Regions from separate parts of the Muntiacus reevesi genome. Here region 1 is linked to region 2. A link is a contact called in public Hi-C data. All regions are on one chromosome and are shown on one strand. The core of a region is the stretch at or near the end of the contact, and the rest is flanking DNA. Distances in the headings are between cores, read along the strand shown.

Region 1 (6,023 bases), core at 485-2,984, 670 kb before region 2:
TACAACTATTACTGCACTCCTAATGAACATATTCAGTATCATCAGTTTTCCTTTCCCTTTTCTTAGGATTTTATTTATCTATGGCAGTAGCTCTCTAGTTGCAATGCATGTTTCTCATTGGGTGACTTCTCTAAGTGCCCAGCACCGGCTCTAGGCCGGGGCCGGCGGGGGGAGGGGGGAGGGCTTCAGTAGCTGCGGGGAGTGTGCTCAGTAGTTGTGGCCCACGGGCTTAATTGCTCCGTGGCACGTGGGATCTTCCACTATCAAGGACTGAACCTGCGTCTCCTGCATTTTCAGGCAGATTCTCTGCCACTGAGCCACTTGGGAAGCCCAAACGTTCCTTTTTAATCCACTTATTTTCTTACAGGTTTACAGCAGTTACTTATTATGTGAAATATAACTCTAAAAAAACAGCATAAAAGAATCTGAACTACTCCAGCTCTTCTAATTAACAGCAATGAGTTAAAATTTTACTATAATTTAAAACAACTTAAAATTTCAAATTTAATGTGAAACTCATATTTCAGCAACTTGCTCTTCACTACAGTGCATAAAGCTATAGAGTTATTACCGAGCCTTCCAAGCCATGTTAATAATGAACAAACCGTTATTAAACACAAATTGTTGAAATAATGCACCTCAAATTAACGGTAGTCGCAAATACTAATTAGGTTCAGGTAATGAGAATCAGCAAAACTTCACAGAGGCACAAGTTTACTGTAAATCTAGAAGACTGCAATAATAAAATACGGAGCAAAATAACCCAGAGCAACACAGAATAGATGAGTTAGTACACATTCTAAAACTGTATCTGTGATACTAGGAAGACAATAAAAAGAATCAATGCTTGTGTGTCTACTTCTAAACAAACGGTTAAAAAACAATCCACCTGCTACAAATTATTTCATATTAGTGTCTCCACTCCTATGGCATTCAAAAAAATCCAATTTATATAGACCTCAAAAGTTTACGTTTCAGGAACACACGAAAGCCAGTAACAGTGAACATCAGGTGGTTTCTCTTTGTTGATTACCGATGACACAGCTTTCTTCCTGAAAGTCCACAACTAATTACAAGCAAAACTGCCTGTCTACGGCCCGTCTCTCTCCTCACCTACACACTAAGTATACGGGAGTTAAAGTCCCTCCAAGTGGAGCCCTCCGTCGGGGGCGCCAGGAGGCGACGGTGGGGTCTGCGGGTGCCAACTCCGCAGGCGGCGCGGAGTCAGGCTCCACAGCGAGCAGGGCGGCCCTAGGGCCTGCTCGACCAGTCCCCTCGCCCCGCACAGGGGAGACGGCGGGGTTCAGCGCGTTTTGGGGGCGAGGCCCCGTGCCCTCTGCAGGGGGGCCGGGAAAAGCCAGCGGTGGGGGTCAGGCCAAGTGTACTCCAAACGGACGGGGAAGCGCTGAGACGCCAGGGACTGGCAGCCGGGCCTCCCGGCGCCCGGAGGAAAGGCTGGGGGCCCCTGGGGCTGGAGGTAGGCCGGAGGGGGTGTCCCTTCTACATCTCGGGCCCTCGCCTCCTTCACCTGCCACGAACACCACGAAGACGGCGCCGCTCCTCTTGGCCGACGCGATGGCGGCCGGAATGGCGCCCTGGAACCACAGCATCGCTGCCCTCGGGCCGAGGCGCTCGCTCGATGTGTTGTCGCCGCGGTCCCGGAGTTGGCCCCGCCCTCTCCGTCGCCTGGCTCCGCGGCCCCCGCAGCCCCAGCCGGCCCGCACCCCGCCTCCCGCTTTGCACAGGCGCTCAAGCCCGTCAGCGGCCCACTGGACGCGCGCAAGCGCGCAGGCGAGGCGCACCCCGCGACACGTGACGCCACACGTCGGCGTCAGCGCCGCGCCCCCGTGCCTTGTCTCGTTGGCAAGTCGGAGCGTGCGCGTGCCCGCGAGGCCGCAAGGCGCTGCAGTCCCGGAAATGGGAGGAGGCGTAGGGAAGAATGACTAATCGCTAAATCGCGTCGGTGGCGCCTTCCCGGTGCATGACGGGAATTGTAGTCTTGGCTTGGTCCCTTTAATTTTGTAGGACATGTTAATTGTGGTTTGCCGGGTACGGCTAAGGGGGCGATCGTGAGAGCCACTTCATAGTCTATAAAGAGGAGAAATGGTGCTACTCATCGGAAGATACTCTTTCTGGCATTTTCGAGACCTTAAATAAGGAGGAAATCATCCTCGCCCCGGATGGAACTCTGCCTAGTGCGACGATGTAATTCTCTATTATGATTAATGGCTGTTGTGTAATAGGATGGGTGTCTCTCGGTATGAAACTTAATGGGGTTTGTAGGGATTTACTACATCTATTGAACTTAATTTATCAGCTCGACCTTGAAGAAAAGAAATACAACAGTCACCTTCTGTAATACCATACAGCCCGTGTACCTGAGGGGAGTTTTTGGTTGAACGCAGACCTTGAGTAAGGTCGTTGGTTAGAGATCATTACAAACCTCAAAACACTTAGCTATGCTGTTGCCACAGCTGCTTTCAAAAGTTAAGTCAGGGCTTCCGGTGGAAGCCTCTGGGGAAGGGGCGGCAGGCGCCATGTTGGGTCCCGAAGGTGGCAAGAAGCCCCTGAAGCAGCCCAAGAAGCAAGCCGAGGAGATGGACAAGGAAGATAAGGCATTCAAGCAGAAGCAGAAGGAGAAGCAGAAGAAACTCGAGGAGCTAAAAGCAAAGGCCGTGGGAAAGGCCCCCTGACCACCGATGGAATTAAGAAATCTGGCAAAAAGTAAGCTGTTCCTTGTGCCTGAGGCAATGATAACCCTTAGTTCCATTCGTGTTTAAACACCTGGATTCCCTACCATAATATCTTTTGCCACCTATAGCTAGAATGAAGTGTTGTCTTGGAACGTATTGTACATTTAAGAATAAACTTTTGTAAAAAAAAAAAAAAAAGAAGCAGAGAATAGATAATTTCTTTTCCAGCTACTTTTCATGGTAATACAAAAGTGAATAAATAATTTTGTTTACCATGATATATGACAAAGTACTATTATCAAGATCTAGCACTTTGTGGTTGGTTGCCATTAAAATGAAAACTGACCCAAATTTAATGCTTTCATGAAATTACACGGTATCTAATAGCTATTGGCGAAAGATTTCTGTAGTTTATTTAAAGTTGCACAGGGTATTATATTGTACACCCTACATCACTTAATTTCTCCTCCAGCAGCACAGCCATTTGACAATATTTGCAGGATTAAGGAAGGGCTACATCTGAAAATACCCCTTTCCTACAAGTATTTAACCTAGAAATAACTAACAGATTGAATTGTGATTTTTATTTGCTTTTTTCCAATCAGGCCTCTTATGTGTTCTTATAAACTGAAACATAATGCTGATTACAGACAGTCACTATTTACAGAGGATATCATTCCTCAGGAAGAATTAGAGTTGGTTTCAACATCAACTTTAAATAGTTTCCTTAAAATTTGATCAACATATATACCCTTTCAGCAGAATAATGTCTTTATTTCTAATGTTAGAATTAAATATTAGAAGAATCATTCATAGCCTCTCACTCATTCATCAAATAGTTATTGCACATCTGCTATGAACTAGGCATTATACCTGGCCGTGATAAGGAGGTGAGGCAGTCAGACAAAGCTCCTGCCTCTGTGACTGCACAGCCTGAAAAGGAAGACAGGCATTGAGTAAGTGACTGTGATGATGAGTACCATAAGAGGGAAATTCTGAGTGCTTCAGAAATGTAATGATGTGACCAAACATGGATGTGAAAGTCGCTCAGTTGTGTCCAGCTCTATGCAGCCCCATGGACTGTATAGCCTGGAATTCTGCAGGCCAGAATACGGGAGTGGGTAGCCTTTCCCTTCTCCAGGGGATCTTCCCAACCCAGGATTTGAACCCAGGTCTCCCTCATTGCAGGCAGATTCTTTACCAGCTGAGCCACAAGGGAAGCCCAAACATGGATAGCAAGGTTAGAAAAGGCCTTCCTGAGGAGATGACATGTGAGGAGAAGTCTAGCTCTGTGAAGGAGAAGACTATTCCAGAGAGAGGAAACAGCAGTGTGAAAGCTCTGAAGCAAATGAGAATAGTACCCTTGAAGCACTGAAAAATGTTCAGCCTGACTAGAACATACAAAGAGACATATGGTGTGAATGAGGCTGACAGATAGAAAGGATAACTCATCCAGGGCCTTGGGCATCATGTTAAGGATTGCAGACATTTTCCTAAGAATTGTAGAAAACTGTTGAAGAATTTTAAACAGAGGAATTAGATAAAAGATTTGTGTCTTCAATATGCAGGTATGCTACAGTTCAAGTGGATTGCAATGAAAGTGGAATGGGTGAATGTGAAGAAACTGGTTAAGAACCCACTGTCCATGTATAAGGGAGATGGAGAAGTGGCTACCTTCGAGATTTTCAGAGGTAGACTCAATAGGCTTTAGCTATGGAATTTGAGGAAGAAGGAGTCAAGAAGAGATCTTGGGTTTCTGTCTTGAGAAATCATATAGAAGGTTGTGATTTATAGGGACCATTGAAGAAAGAGCAGGTAGATGGAGAGGTGGCCATGAAGATGTGAGTTCAATATTAGACATGTGTTGGGAGTGCTAGAGAGATAGCAAGTCGGGGTGTTAAGCAGGAACGGGATAATTGAGGCTCTGCAGGAGATTCTCACAGAGTATATAAAATGAGGTAAGACAAGAGTTATGACTGAGGTCTTGGGAATTCCCTGGCAGTCCAGTGGTTAACACCCCACACACTCACTACCAAAGGCCTGGGTTCAATCCCTGGTCAGGGAAGTAAAATCCTACAAGCCACTTGGTACAGCAAGGGAAAAGAAACCCAAAGAAACAAAAAACAGATTGAGGGTTGTGTAGGAAAGTATAAACCAGTAACCGAGACTCAGGGGAGGCAGGGGTGTGTGTTGGGGTGGGGTGGGGGAATATGAGAGCTTGTGGTACCAGAGAAGCCCAGGGTAGAGTGAGTTTTGAGAACAGAGTGAGAAGCCATTGTATTAAAGGCTGCTGTTGGGTCAAGTTAAATAAGATTTTCAAATGTCCACTGCTTTTAGCAATGTGGAAGTGATTATCAGCTTAGCCAGAGGTGTTTCAATGGGTTCTTCTGTGTGGAAGTCAGATGGCAATGGGTTGAAGAGTGAAGGGAGCTAGAGAAGGGGTTGTCAGTAAATGTGAAGAGAAGGAAGAAGAAAGGACATTAGCTGGACAGAGACGTGGACTGAGAAAGACAGGATTTTTTTTTTTTTTTTTTAAAGATTGGAGAGGCATGTACACAATTATTAATTGAAAGGAGCTAGTCTTGGAAAGACTGAATACACAGTAAAGAGGGAGGACCCTAGGAAGATGGGAAAATGAAAGTGAAAGTGTTAGTCGGTTAGTTGTATCTGACTCTTTGTGACTCCGCAGACTGTAGCCCTGCCAGGCTCCTCTGTCCTTGGAATTCTCCAGGCAAGAATACTGGAGTGGGTTTGCCATTCCCTTCTCCAGGGGATCTTCCTGATCCAGGAAATGAACCCAGGTCTCCTGAATTGCAGGCAGGCTCTTTATTGTCTGAGCCACCAGGGAAGCCCAGAAAGATGGGAGGGATTATGAAATGTATGGCAAATTCTACTGATGGTAGCTCAGACGGTAAAGCATCTGCCTATAATGCAGGAGACCTGGGTTCGATCCCTGGGTCGGGATGACCCCCTGGAGAAGGAAATGACAACCCACTCCAGTATTCTTGCCTAGAAAATTCCATGGACTGAGGATCCTGGTAGGCTACAGTCCATGGGGTCGCAAAGAGTCGGACATGACTGAGCGACTTCACTTACTTACTTTACTGATAGCCCACCCAACAATCATGCTTCTGCCACACTCCCCATTGTTCTTTGCTGGCAGAGTTTCCCCACTGAGAGGGGAACTGCTAGATACTTGTTTTTTCAGCCTCCCCTTGGAGCCAGTTAGGACGTCATGGGAAGTAGCAGGGGAGGGGGTGGGGGGGTAGTTCTAAGAGAACTTTTCCTTAAAAAAAGAGACCCATGGAAGAAAGTACAACCCTTCTTTGC
Region 2 (5,757 bases), core at 1,590-4,089:
GTGGGAAGATAGTAATTGCAATTCAAATTGAGAAGTGTCTGCTCTTAGCAATATCAGTACAACTTTTAAAAGGGGAAGATACTGATTAATGAAATCTCAAAGCCTAGAAACCATCATTCTAGGTCCTGAGGAATTTTAAAGAGAGCTAGAGAAAGAGCAATGCTATTAGATACATACTTGGAAAATTCTCTGGCCGTAGGGTGAAAGATGGATTATGCCAGACTAAGCCAAGAAGCAGGAATATACATAAGAGATAATGTCAATAATCTTGATGAGAGTTGAGGACCCAAATCTAGTTGGAAGCATTAGGGAAGACAGAATAGATAAGAAGTGAAAGATATAAAAATGGCAGAATCTACTGGACTTAATGTCAGGTTTGATATGGGTGAAGGAGAAAATTTAAGTGACTGGGTGATGCTATTGATCAGAATTGGGACTATAGGAAGTGGAACTATTTTGAGATACAGGGATTGAGTTATATTGAGAGCATATGATTCTGCCCCCAAGTACCAAGTACCAATGTGTTGAAAAGATTTTTTAAAAACTTTAGTTTTGGCTGCACTGGGCCTTTGTTGTTGTGTGTGGGCTTTCTCTAGTTGTGGCAAGCGGGAGCTCCTCTTTACTGCAGTGCATGGGCTTCTCATTGCGGTGACTTCTCTTGTTGTGGAGCACAAGCTCTAAGGTGCAAGGGCTTCAGTAGTTGTGACTCATGGGCTTAGGTGCTCTGAAGCATTGAGATCTTTCCGGACTAGGGATCCAATGTGTGTCCCTACACTGCAAGACAGATTCTTAGCCCCTGGACCAGTAAAGAAGCCCAGTACCATAGTGTTTTATATTTTTTCTTTTTTAATGCCTAAAGCTATTAGGCCTTCTTGAAACATTGTCTCCCCCTTACTTCTGACTACATTTTTTCTGGTTTTCTTTCTACCTCACTGGACACTACTTAGTTTCCAGTGCTGGTGAATCCTAGTAATTAGTCTCGGGTTCTTTTGGTTCTCTGCTTTACTTTTTCTGGTAGTGATTTCATCCAGTCTTATTTCTTTAAATACGTTGTATACACTGATGGCCTCTTCCCAACTTCCCTCTTTAACTCCCCAAAACGGTGTACCTAACTGCTTATGGACATTCCTACTTAAATGTCTAAGACACATCTGAAATATACTAAGTCCGACAGCAGAGCTATTGATTCTCTTTCTTCCCAAACCTGTTTTTGTCAGTCTTCCTCACAATGGTAAAATAAATCAACCCAGGTGCTCAAGTGAAAAAAACTAGGAGTCAAGGCATCTGTCTAAAGTATGGATGAGTTTAATAGCCTTAGCTACATTTCAGAGGCTAAATGTCCCCAGAATTATTGCACAGAAAGGACATCATTAGAAAGCCCTTCTTTATATTCAGATTAAAGAGGAAGTTTCTCATCTTTTCTAGTGTCTGCATAGTCTTGCTTTATCTTGGAGTTAAATCTTTGATCAAATCTATGTTGGAGTTACCCTTATGTGTAATATGACAAATGAACCTAATTTTATTGTAGCATTATTTGTAATTGCAAAATATTGGAAATTACATATAATGTCCAAATGTAAGAGACTGAACAAACTGTGGTGCACACACACAGACACCTGGGAATCAGCCTTGATTTTTTTCCTTCCCATTTGCCCTTGTCCTCACACTTATCAAGTGCTGTTCTTCTCCCTACAACCCCATGTCACTGTTCCCGTTCTACTACTCTTGCCCAAGTCACCATCATTTCTTGACGCCTTAAAATGATTCTCTACAGAGCTGTTAATGTGTTTTTTTAAAAACAAAAGACAAAGCATGTCACAAACCTATTTTAAAGACTCCACTGGCTTCATAAAAAACTTAATATGAAAATCTAAACTCTAGACCACAGCTTACTTATCTGGCCAGCTTTTCAGCTTCATCCCTGTTTCTCCCTTCTCACAAGCTCTTCCCCAGCTCTTTTCTGCCTCAGAGCCTTTGGTGCTCTAGCCCTTCCCCGGAAAACTCTTCTCCATGGCCATTTCTTTCTGTTATTCAAGTCTTAGTTCAAAGTCCTCTTTAAACAGGTGTTCTTTGGCCCTACAACTTAATGTTTTATCTCCCATCCTTCCTCAAGTCATTCTATACATCTTCTTGTTTTAATTTCTGCATAATGATTATCAGTATAAGAAAAGTTTTCTCCCTCCCTTCTTCCCTTCTCTCCCTCTTCCTTCCCTCTTGCTCTCCATTTCTCCCTTCTTTGTCCTCCCTCCTTTATTTATTTATACTTTCTTACCCTCCAGGTTGTAGGTTTCATTAGAGAACAAATTTTATCCTTTTTGTTAACTTCTCTGTCCCCAGTATGTGGAACTGCCTTATAATCCTGGCATATCACATAAATACTCTCTGAATATGAATATACCCCAAATCTATTTAAACTATGTATTTATCTATATATCTGTTAAAATTACATTGAATGAGATGATCAGGTTACTTTTCATAATAAAACAGTCATCAAACACTATGTTCCGTTCAGTTCAGTTCAGTTGCTCAGTCATGTCCGACTCTCTGCGACCCCATAAATCGCAGCACGCCAGGCCTCCCTGTCCATCACCAACTCCCGGAGTTTACTCAAACTCATGTCCATTGAGTCGGTGATGCCATCCAGCCTTCTCATCCTCTGTCGTCCCCTTCTCCTCCTGCCCCCAATCCCTCCCAGCATCAGGGTCTTTTTCCAATGAGTCAACTCTTCGCATGAGGTGGCCAAAGTATTGGAGTTTCAGCTTCAGCATCAGTCCTTTCAGTGAACACCCAGGACTGATCTCCTTTAGGATGGACTGGTTGGATCTCCTTGCAGTCCAAGGGACTCAAGAGTCTTCTCCAAAGTAGAGAACCTACATGAACCCTCTAGGATGAATCTGTTATTTTTTTTCATATAAATCATTAATGGCATTTTGCTTTTATTTCTGCCATTAATTTAAAAGGCTGTGGGAAAATCATTTTTGATTTGTACATGAAATAATGTACTGCTTTTCAGAATAAAAACAGAATCATTTTTGTTATGAACAGTTTAGGGTATTTGGACATATTCTATTTCTGGATAAAAGTTCAAAAGAGGATTTCATTAATGCATATGTGATACGTATTTAAAAGCAAAAGCAAGATGTCTTCTTGAAATTTGCCTTTGTAGTAAATTCAGTCATTCAAATTGTTTCCTTTCAAGACCCAAAAATTCAAGGGCATTGCCAGCTTTGAGTTTATCCTGAAAAAGAAAAAGAAAGGTTATACTTTAAAGCATTATTTAATGGCTGTTTTAAAGTACTTACTAACTGTCTTCAGGTTTTTAAAAACTCAGTTCCCAAATGTGAGAAATTGGTACTGGAAATTTGTACCTTTTGACTGCCTTCACTAATCCCCCCTTTGTCCCTCTATTTGAAATCTAAGTTTGAAATTTGGTTGTAGGAGGAGAGGAGAAGACTTTTAACAGGGAATAACTCTCCTAGGAAAATGACTTCCTTGGTAACTTCTACAGGAGCCTCCAATGAATTTTAAGAGTTACTTGAAGTCAAATACAGAGAAAAGGTACAGCTTAGGTACCACTACCTTCTCCATATATGTATTGTCCTTTCACATGACCCTGAATAAATGGTAAGCTCTTTTGGAGCAAAAAGGTGATTTGGATAAAGAGTCTCAGAATATTGTACAGATATGTACTTGATAAATTTCACATGAGAAAAAGACTGCCAAGTTTTTTTCACCTTCTCCCCCACTATAGATTAGATCTACTTCACAGAAAAAGCTCCTGTGATTTGAGGGGTAACTTTGTGATACCCTAATTGATCTATGCCTAGCTTGTGAAGGACAGGCATGCAGCTGAGGGTGGAAGGAAACATGTATGGGGTTGTGTAACATCCATACCATTAGTGTGCATCTGTGTATCATGACCACGTCAGGGTTCTCACATAGGCTTGCAGAGTGGGTAATTTGAGGCAAGGACCTCTGACTTGGGATTCTTCCGTGATTCACCCTGGGTCATCCTCTAAAGGAAGACTTTAGAAATAATGGCTGGTGCTCTGAAAAACTATTTGCTTTCCTTTTTAAAATTTGAAGGTGATACATTTTGGTGTATTGGATAGAGACCTGATCCTGGAGTTAGGAAATTTGGAGTTGAGTTCATGTACGGTAATCCAGCAATTACCCTTTTGGCAAATCACTTAACACCTAAGTCTCGTTTTCCTCTTTTGCATCTACCTGGTGGAATGCATTTGCCTATTTCCCAGTGTTGTTGTGCTCATCAAATGAATTTATTTATTTCATTAAAATTTTTTTTAGTGAAATTTTACCTTCATGTGGCTCAAAATTCAAAAGATATGAAATGTACGTTTCCTTTTACTAGTACTGCCCAACCACTACTTTTTCTTCCCAGACTTACCAGTTTCTTATCTGTTCTTCCAGAGATCTTTTATTCATATATGAGCAAATTCTTCTATGTAGGTTTATAATTTTTTTTTCACAAATGGATAGTGTGCTATTCGCAAATGGAAGTATACCATATGCATTTTTAGTACCTTTCTTAATATATCTTAGAAATTGATTTTTAATACTTTTTAATGGCTATATAGACACCATTGTAGAGACATACTATTATTTATTTAACTATTCCCCTTAGATTGTTTTTAGTCTTTATTACAATGTTATGATGAGTAACATATAATATTACAGAATATCATGTATTTTTGACTGCATAAAATTTTTATTCAAGATTTTCTGAAAACTTGAAAGTGATAGACATATAAAATTAAATAACAAAAGGCATATAATAGTAATTATTATTATTCATTAAAGTCCTAATCAGGATATTTGACATGGAGTTTGAGCAAACTCTGGGAGATAGTGAAGGACAGGGAAGCCTGGCATGCTGCAGTTGATGGGTTGCAGAGTTGGACATGACTTTGCAACTGAACAACAAGAACAGGATACTTGGGGTAGTCTGGTTTTAGTTTAATTCTCCTTAATTTTATAGGAAGTTTTTCAGTTTCAACTTTTGATATAAAAAGTAAAGGAAAAAAAGTAAAAATCTTAGTATTGCTTTCTACTTCAATAAGTATATATTTAACAATTATACGAGGGCTTACCTCATAGCTCAGTCGGTAAAGAATCTGCCTGCAATGCAGGAGACCTGGGTTAATTTCCTGGGTTGGAAAGATCCCCTGGAGAAGGAAATGGCAACCCACTCCAGTATTCTTGCCTGGAGAATCCCATGGACAGAGGAGCCTGGCAGGCTACAGTCCCTGGGTTTTGCAAGAGTAGGGCACGACTTAGTGACTAAACCACCACTACCATTTAACAATTCAGGATTTTTAATTCCTTAAGGTGAGTAAGTGCCAAAGGAGACACTTCCTGTTCAAAGCAGTCTGAGGTTTCCCGTTAATAATTTGGCAACTGCTGGGAGGGATTGGGGGCAGGAGGAGAAGGGGACGACAGAGGATGAGATGGTTGAAATGGCATCACTGATTCGATGGACATGGGTTTGAGTAAACCCCAGGAGTTGGTGATGGACAGGGAGGCCTGGCGTGCTGCGACTCATGGGGTCGCAAAAAGTCTGACACTACTGAGCGACTGAACTGAACTGAACTGAGTATATATCAAAATGTATTCTTCTTGGCATCTGTTAATGTGCTTCAAGCTGTCTAAGAAGATACGATGAGCTGTATCCCTAACAATTAAAGTAGAGATTTAGAGTTGAAGAGAACTTTTGGATCCTAGTTTAGAAGAAAGTCA

Evidence for each region. A called contact is a pair of places that touch in the nucleus more often than the background predicts.
Region 1: a Hi-C map of blood shows a contact between it and region 2, with 2.7 times the contacts expected there. The contact joins the promoter of UBXN4 here to the promoter of CCNT2 in region 2. A contact is called at or near these places in 2 of 3 Hi-C or Micro-C datasets (blood and muscle).

The regions. Positions count from the first base shown.
Region 1 is chr3:210,923,443-210,929,465 of mMunRee1.1, reverse strand. UBXN4 (UBX domain protein 4) reads right to left here and starts at 1,734. Exons shown (of 13, transcript XM_065931459.1): 1 at 1,529-1,734. The coding sequence starts at 1,610.
Region 2 is chr3:210,255,592-210,261,348 of mMunRee1.1, reverse strand. CCNT2 (cyclin T2) reads right to left here and starts at 2,839. Exons shown (of 11, transcript XM_065931424.1): 1 at 1-2,839. ACMSD (aminocarboxymuconate semialdehyde decarboxylase) reads right to left here. Exons shown (of 10, transcript XM_065931438.1): 10 at 2,864-3,238.